Regions from separate parts of the Mus musculus genome. Here region 1 is linked to region 2. The links are chromatin contacts, called in public HiChIP or PLAC-seq maps. All regions are on one chromosome and are shown on one strand. Each heading gives the region's core, a stretch centred on a gene start, on an enhancer-like site or on the middle of the called end of the contact. The rest is flanking DNA. Distances are from core to core; before and after follow the strand shown.

What was found. HiChIP or PLAC-seq counts read pairs in DNA pulled down with a chosen protein or histone mark.
Region 1: a contact with region 2 is called in an HNF4G HiChIP or PLAC-seq map of pancreatic cancer cells. The contact joins the promoter of Ascl5 here to the enhancer-like site in region 2. A contact is called at or near these places in 19 of 39 promoter capture datasets (the 3T3-L1 cell line, 3T3-L1-derived adipocytes, the HPC-7 cell line and 12 more), 4 of 15 datasets of contacts at CTCF or cohesin (the G1E-ER4 cell line, the NIH/3T3 cell line and pro-B cells), 76 of 484 Hi-C or Micro-C datasets (the 3T3-L1 cell line, 3T3-L1-derived adipocytes, B cells and 47 more), 5 of 115 datasets of contacts at active chromatin or transcription factors (the 3134 cell line, craniofacial prominence, intestinal villus epithelium and 2 more) and 3 of 9 other capture datasets (adipose tissue, embryonic stem cells and pancreatic islet).

The regions. Positions count from the first base shown.
Region 1 is chr1:136,049,040-136,052,988 of GRCm38.p6, forward strand. It overlaps Ascl5 (achaete-scute family bHLH transcription factor 5), which reads left to right and starts at 1,765. Exons shown (of 1, transcript NM_001270609.1): 1 at 1,765-2,331. The coding sequence starts at 1,765. The coding sequence ends at 2,331. It overlaps Cacna1s (calcium channel, voltage-dependent, L type, alpha 1S subunit), which reads left to right and starts at 3,772. Exons shown (of 44, transcript NM_001081023.2): 1 at 3,772-3,949. The coding sequence starts at 3,862.
Region 2 is chr1:135,956,262-135,960,358 of GRCm38.p6, forward strand. Igfn1 (immunoglobulin-like and fibronectin type III domain containing 1) reads right to left here. Exons shown (of 27, transcript NM_177642.3): 22 at 3,440-3,742; 23 at 2,678-2,766; 24 at 437-632. Among named protein-coding and RNA genes, the nearest start is that of Pkp1, 39 kb to the left of the region's middle. Within about 2 kb of position 2,235, at least 3 of the 459 cell types and tissues checked have an H3K27ac peak or open chromatin away from gene starts, as enhancers often do. A contact at or near this core is called in pancreatic cancer cells and rod photoreceptor, where this site is marked.

The DNA of each region.
Region 1 (3,949 bases), core at 515-3,014, 92 kb after region 2:
ATCAGTAAACTCTGAGCATCGTCCTCAAAGAGTAGAACGAAGAACAGAGCTACGAGCACTCCAAGGACACTTACGAACACTGTGAACACACACGGGGACAGGGAGCAGGGCCAGAGAGGCAGGGCATAGTGCTCAAATCTGATATGCACAGCTGATGAGCTCTGGCAGCACTTAAACTCAACACAGACCAATTATTTCCTAAATAACAGTTTTCTAAAACCAGGGAATGGCTACGTGTAATTATGCCCCACCCTGGCAAACCCAGTTTTTGGCCTAATCCTCTTTCTTGGTTATTCAGACAGGATTTATGAAGCATCTATTACATACTAGGGACATGGCTCAGCTTGGCCAGGTACAGAGTGAGTTCCAGGACAGTGAAGGTTACACAGAGAAATCCTGTCTCCAAAAGCCAAAGGGGAAAGAAAAAGATAGAAAAAAGAAAAGAAAAGAAAAGAAAAAAAGAAGACACCTTGTAAGGTGCCATAGAGGAGAAAGCCAAGAGGGTTTGAGACCCATATGTCCTCCTGGACCCATGTGACCTGGGACAGGGAAGGGGAAGGTGACAACAGTCTGCGGGGCAGGAAGCTTTGAAATAGCTAACCCCCAGGGCTTTGTAATCAGGGTTATCTTTCATTCACCAGAGAGGGGCTTGGGCTAACTTGAGATAGTTGCTCCAACTCCTCCTGCTAGTTCGATTAGCTCCGTTAAACAATGGTATTACAGTTAAATGTGTCTCTGTATGGATATGTGCAGGTGGACACAGTGCTCTTGGAAGCAAAGGGACTCTGATCCTCTATAGTGAGTGTTACAGGCAGTTGTGAGCTCCTGGCTGCTGGAAACCCAGTCCTCTGTAAAAAGCAGTACCTGCTTTTAATCACAAAGCCATCTCTCTAAACCCCCTGTCCCAGTAGACTGTCTCAAGTTTTAGTTGTCAGGCCCTGGAAGGTAGCCTTGAGGAGATGATCTGAATTCTCAGAGGAAATGATATTAATGGCTGCCGTTATCTGCCAGGCCAAGTACCGGGTGCTTTGGAATGTGTTTGTACTCTTTTGGTTCTCATCTTAGGAACTATAAAGGATGTTTTCTGTCTCTCCAAATATGGAATTCTGACTCTAAGATGTATGTCACTTGACTATTGAGGAGTGAACCCTAGATTTGAGCTCAGACCAACAGTTCTCCAAATCCCCGCCCTCTTTCCTCTTGATTGTTTCTGGAGATAGGAGTACCACAAAGGCCTTTCCTTAGTGATATGTTCACTTTTCTCTACTTTTAGCAAAGTTCTGGGAACTCTTCTGCTGAGCTGACGGGCTCTCCGCCTCTGCCCACATCCCCCGCAGATCCGGGATCCTGCAAAAAGATCCAGTGAGGAACAAGAATTGGGCGCTGGGGGAATCTGGTCATGGAGGCTCGCAGCTAGAGCCAGGGGCAGTGCTGGCGGCCTTGGACTGCAGGAAGAGGCAAGACTCTCAGTCCAGGAGGACCAGGCAGGGAAGAGGGAGAAAGTGCTCAGATTGCTCAACACATGTCACCGCAGGCGCGACCACAGCAGATACCTGCTGTGCCTCTGCTAGCTGCTGCACTTGTCCAGAGCTATGACTCACATTAAGGAGTCCAAGCCAACCCAAAAAGGCAAAATGAAGCCTTAGCAACTCGCAGCACCCCAGAGTGCTAGCAATGTGACTTGTCCCCTTTGTCAGGACCACACAGAGCCCGTGCAGAGGCCTTTCAGAGGGCCTCACTCTGGGTCCAGCTCCACGAGGCACAATGAACAGTAACTTCTGCCGAGCTCTGGTGGACCGTGGGCCCCCGGGGGGCATGCAGCTAGGTGTCGTGGCCCCTGCTGGACAGACGCCGCTGGCAGCCACCGAACCCTTGAGCAACGTACCCTTTCTATTGTACCCCGGCCACTCCGAGCCGCCTTACTACGACGCCTACACTGGGGTGTTCCCCTACGTGCCCTTTCCCGGCGCCTTCGGGGTTTACGACTACCCGTTCGAGCCTGCCTTCATCCAGAAGCGCAACGAGCGAGAGCGGCAGCGCGTCAAGTGCGTGAATGAGGGCTACGCGCGCCTCCGCGGCCACCTCCCCGGCGCCCTGACTGAGAAGCGGCTCAGCAAGGTGGAGACACTGCGCGCCGCCATCCGCTACATCAAGTACCTGCAGGAGCTGTTGAGCGCCACCCCCGACGGCGCGCCACCTCCCGCCACCTCCCCGCCGCCCGCCCACACGGGCCACAGCAACGTGCCGCAGCCCTCTTCCTTGGTGGCCGAGTCCAGTGGATCCCCCTTTTCCTCGTCGCCTTTTTTGGAGTCGGAGGAACCCAGCCTTTGATCTGGCCAGAGGCCTGGACTTGCCCCTCTAGGGAACAGCTTTGGGGGCTTCTGGGTCATCTGTGCGGGACAAAGAACAGTGGTGTTCGAGGTCTGTGATCCCACCTCCACCCACTTGAGCCAGATGTGAGGGCCTGGGGTAGAGATGGCGAGATACGGATCCCAGGAGCTGATGTCTGCGGTGAGGAGCAGAGCCCTGGACAGCTCCTGGACCAGCCTCAGCGAAGCTCTGCTGTCCACCACACCAAGTCCCCTGGAAGTCAGCCACACTTTCTGTTATGCCTGAACCTTCCACAAGATGGCCTCAAATACTAGCGAGGAGCTTGATGGCCTCTAAAGAGCAGGAATTCTGAGGGAGGGACGAGGGAAGTGAAGACAGGCAGCTGCTTGCATTCAGCACCCTGGAGCTGACAGACTTAGGGGAAGTGTGTGTGTGTGTGTGTGTGTGTGTGTGTGTGTGTGTGTGTGTGAGAGAGAGAGAGAGAGAGAGAGAGAGAGAGAGAGAGAGAGAGAGAGAGAGAGAGAGAGGGAGGGAGAGGTCGCTGGTGCCCATTGGCTTCCTTGACAGCGAGTGATCACCTCCCCTCTCCCACCCTTCAGTCTCTTCTGGACTTAACGCCTCCCCCACCCCAAGACTTGTAAGCTTCTAGGGTCCACTGACATTGTGTTTACATCAAGGACTAAATAAAAAGGGATTGTTGAATTTTGTGATTCCTGAATTATTGTCTATGCCCACCCTCCACCTTGCAATGTTTGCTAGCTGGTGCAGTCACCTAACATTTCCAGAGAGATTAGTGTGTATGCTGAGACTGAATATGGGAGAGGCCAGGGTTCTAGGGAGAAAGCACACAGACATTGTCTAGTGAGGGATTGGAGGACCAGGGGCCCTGTGAGAGCAGTGCACATTCAAGGTTGCCTGGAGCCTTTCCCTCTGGTAGGAGAGGGGCTCCATATTTGCCAGAAGAAGGCATTGGGGGCGGCAAGTGTGAGAGGGTCCTGGGCAGATCCTGACAGACACTGAGACTGGTGTGAGTGGAGCTATGCTGAGCTAGGCCACCACCCAACACATTCTCTGGACAGAGCCACGGAGTTGGGGTGGGGAGAAACTTAATCTCCATCTAAGGAACCTGTTTGGAGTTTGTGGCTCTACTCCACGGGTTCCTCTCCCTGACCCTCATTGCCCCAGCTGTGAAGCCTTCCTGTCTCCCACTGCCCCTACCCCGTCTCAAGCCTGGATATAATAAGTCACCCCTTTACACCCAGCCCTTGCCTCCTCGGGGGCAGATGGGGATGTCACCGGCTGGACTGGAAGGAATGACAGCTGCCTGGCCGCAGGAGCCTGGGCTGGGCAGCAGGGGCTAATTTTACTCGCTGGGAGCAGAGAGAGTAATCCTCCCGCCCCCACGCCCGACCCGTCTGCCTGCCTCAGCAGGATAGGCTCAGTCAGGTCCAGTCCCCAAGGTGGGGGCACTGGGGACACAGGGAGGAGAGGGCAGTGGGCTGGGGGAAGAGAGGGGTGTCAGGGAAAGCCATGGAGCCGCCCTCACCCCAGGACGAGGGCCTGAGGAAGAAGCAGCCGAAGAAACCTGTTCCTGAGATTCTGCCGAGGCCCCCGCGGG
Region 2 (4,097 bases), core at 985-3,484:
GGGACAGAAGTTAGAGTTTTCATAAAATCAAATCACAAATGCCTGCGGTTAGTCTTCCTGCATTTCTGAACATTCCAGGCTGGGAACGAGAGTCATTCCAGGGAAGGGACAATCTTAACTTGCACCAGGGTCGTGGGCAGATTCTCCCCATGGTATCCTTTAGTGACGCAATGCTGGGGGCCATTTTTGCTCTTGGACTCAAAACAAACAAAAACAAACAAACACCCCCACAGATAAGAGGTAAGGGTGTGGTATCTTTAAGTTCATAGGTCAGAACATCGGGGCTTTCAGGGACTCTCCTTCTACCTGGCCTCTGAGCCTTGAAGTGTGTAGGCTCAACAGTGTGGTCACCTTGCACACTCAGCACAAGGAGCTACGCCCAGGACAGATGCAGCCTTCACACCCTGGTGAGAGCTCCCTGGCTGAGCGGCCTCACCTGCTACATTGATGAAGAAGCTGTGGGTAGCTTCCTTCCCCTGTAGGTTCCTCAGCATCACGGTGTATCGGCCACAGTCCGAGAGGCTAGCTGCAGGGATCAGAAGCTGCGTGAGGCCAGCCTTCACAGTGGTCACACTTCTTTTGGGCAAGGGCAAGCCGTCCTTCAGCCAGGTCACCTCAGGCATGGGGGCAGCCTGAGAACCAAGGGCAAGCTCAAATTGAGAAGAGGAAGGTTTTTTGTTTGTTCATTTGTTTTTTTAAAGTGTCTGTTCAAATAAATTATGTAGTTAGCATATAAAATAATAGGCTTATTGATGACATTTTATTGTGTATGTATCACTGAATCTTCCTGATATTCACTGCTATAGTCCTTCTGCTTTCATTGTACACAATTCTCTCTCACACACACTCGTGCATGCACGCACGCGCACACACACACACACACACACACACACACACACACACACACGCATGCACACAGGCACGCACTCGAGTGCGCTCGAAAAAGCATGCTGATTTTTTCTTTCTTCCCTTAAGGCCGTCACCCTCTTGCTCCTGTTCTTTGTGATTGCTTCCTCCCTGACCTTTGCTCTCCATGGAGGAAATTTTGTAAAAGAAAAAGTATATAAGCTGGGCCCAGTGTAGAAGGGCAAGAAGGACCATTCTAGGCAGGAAGAGATGCGCCTGAGCACATGGGGATCAACGAGGAATAGGCTCTCAGGGAGGTAGCGATGTGTGGGGCTAGCTGGTAGGTATGGAAGGATGCTGGGATAGGAAGAGAGGCTTAGCTGGGAGGCTCAGTAAAACGGTTCTGGCCCTCAGCCTCACCCCCACGCAGACATCTAGACTTCACTGAGCGAGGTGCTGCAGTTAGGACAGTGCAGCTAGTTCTGGATTTACATGAGCGTACTTGGTGGGAGTGAGAAGAGACTCATTGGGACGAGAGTATTCCTTCCCCCCAAGGCAAGCTAGGGGTGTCTCGGGAGTTCCTGCAATAGAGAGAGGCTGCAGGAAGTAGACTATGCATCTGGCCTGGAACTGTGGTGACTGGAGAGGAGAGGAGAGTGGCAGGCTTAGGAAAGGAGCTGGCAGGGCTGGTTAAGAGCAGGTGGCTCACGCCTTTAATCCCAGCACTTGGGAGGCAGAGGCAGAGGCAGGCGAATTTCTGAGTTCGAGGCCAGCCTGGTCTACAAAGTGAGTTCCAGGACAGCTAGGGCTACACAGAGAAACCCTGTCTCAAAAAAAAAAAAAATCACTGACTGCTCTTCTGAAGGTCCTGAGTTCAAATCCCAGCAACCACATGGTGGGTCACAACCACCCATAATGAGATCTGACACCCTCTTCTGGTGCGTCTGAAGACAGTGACAAATAGCAGAGGTCCTGAGTTTGATTCCCAGCAACCACATGATGGTTTACAACCATATACTGATTTACATAAAAATAAATAAATAAATCTTTAAAAAAGATTTATCTGTATCTGAGTGTCAGGCCTATAATGTAACAGTGAGAACTCTCTTCAGCTGCGGGATGATGATGCTACCCACTGCCTATGGGACCCCCATCGTGTGCACCTGAGAATGCTAATAGTAAGTTGCCTATGGGGGTGTCCTAAGGATTTAGGCATCAACGATGCGCGGAAAGCACAGAGCACAGCATCCAGGTTGCTACCACCACTTTCTCAGCCCTTTGGTAAGCTTAGTCTCTTTGGTAAGAGACTGAAGAACTCAGTACCATGTGAGAGATGAGGAGTCAAATTAGTGAGCGGTGACGGCATCAGGCAATCTGTGTTTACTACCACACTAGTGACTGTACGGAGAGTTGTGTGGTGTTGACATTGGCTGGGGACCATCCTGAGTCAGACTCTGATCATTCACTTGCACAAAAATATATTCTAAAGGCAAAAATGATTATCTACCTTGCCGGCTCCCTCAGTTCTGGGACTAAGAAGGGGAGAGGAGATGGTCTAATTTGGAGGTGTAATATTTGAAGTGACCACTAGAGGGGTGTGTAACCCCTGTTCACTCAGCAGCATGAGGCCAAATACAAGCTTGGCTTCAAAAACCATTTTCCTCCCTACCCACCTCACATTGGACCTTATTTAGGAGACAAGTCAAAGTCTATGACTAAGGTTAAAGAATAATAAGGAAGAAGAAGGAACACTCCACGATCGTCTAGTTTCCTGGTTGCTCAGTGACACCCCCCCCCCATGCCTGCCACACACTGCTTCAGGTCTACTCACTTCAAAGGAGAGAGGAACGCGAATACTGTCCCCAACCCTGACCATCAGGGTATCCTTTGTGCCGGAGTCCATGAGGAACCTGGGACAGACTAGAACACACAAGATGGCTTGTCACCTCCCTCCACAGTGAGCAGCTAGCTCACCTAGGATGCAGATCGAAGGCTGAACCAATGGCCTGACAGAGAGTGCTTGGAAGGGTGTGTTGGAGAAAAAAGGCTGGGAGACAGGGACAGTCTTGTGGGACAATCAAAGTTGCTATCCGGGAAGGGTGGGTGACATCTTTTAATGGGGTGACATCCATTGAAGATCAGAGCCAGGACAAGAATCTAAGATTCTGGACTCAGGAGCTCTTGGCTTTTTATTGTCTCCTTATTGTCACAGTGACAACTAGAGAGGATTGGTATGGCTCGCAAAGAGAAAGGATCTGCTTCTAGTGATTAAGTCCCAAAGGGAAACACAATCTGCCTTGCGGTAACAGGGAGCTGGGGGATGTGCTGTCTCAAACCAAGCAGTGCCCACTCCTCGGAGTCACTTGTTTTAAATCATGGTTCTGTGTCATAACAATGGGGAGACCCTGGGTGAAGCATCTCGGGCCTTTGTGGTCATCCCTGGAGCTGTAATGAGAACACATTTCTAAAAGGGGTCCGCTTAGCTCAGTGCTCCCTGCCACCCCTCTGTTAAGAAGGCAACTGATGACTGCATAGCAGTGCCTCTCAGGAAGGGTCTGTAGGATTCATGGTGGGGAAAGGAGGTGTCACTCACCAGTGGCCGGCATGGCATGAACCAATGTGTCCAGGGAAGTGGCCTGGCTCCGGCCCCCATCATTAACTGCTGTCACCCGCACAAAGTAGCCTTCTTGCGGCCGAAGCCCCTTGGCTGTGAAGGTGGTGCCCGGCACAGTTCCCACGTGACATGGGCTCCATTGATGGCTGTCTGAACCACACAACTCCACAATATATCCCTGGGCTTCATCAGCATCCCGGGCATCCGGCACCATCCAGCTCACGGTGATGCTAGTGTTTGATGTGTCTGTAACCTGTAGATCCCGCACAGGCCCTGGGGGTCCTGGGCAAGCACCATGGAAGTTTCAGGAGTGTGGCATCTTCCTCTGAGGAGTCTTCCAACCAAGGAGTCTTGGGGCTTCTTTCACTTAGGGGTTTCTGCAGAACTGTGGGTCCCTGGCTACCCCCTCAACTCACCCACCAACTTGCCAACCCCTAACTATCCCATAATCCTTGACAGCTGGTATTTCCAGTTGAGAACCTTTTGTGCTCCATTGTGTCTGGGGGCTGGAGTCTATGTCTCTATGCTGAATTATAACTCTTAGTTGGGAACGACACCAGCACAGATTTCTTGTTCCTTGTCTGTTAAATGGGAACAAGAGCAGCACTACCTACCCACCATGGGGACTGTGGAATAA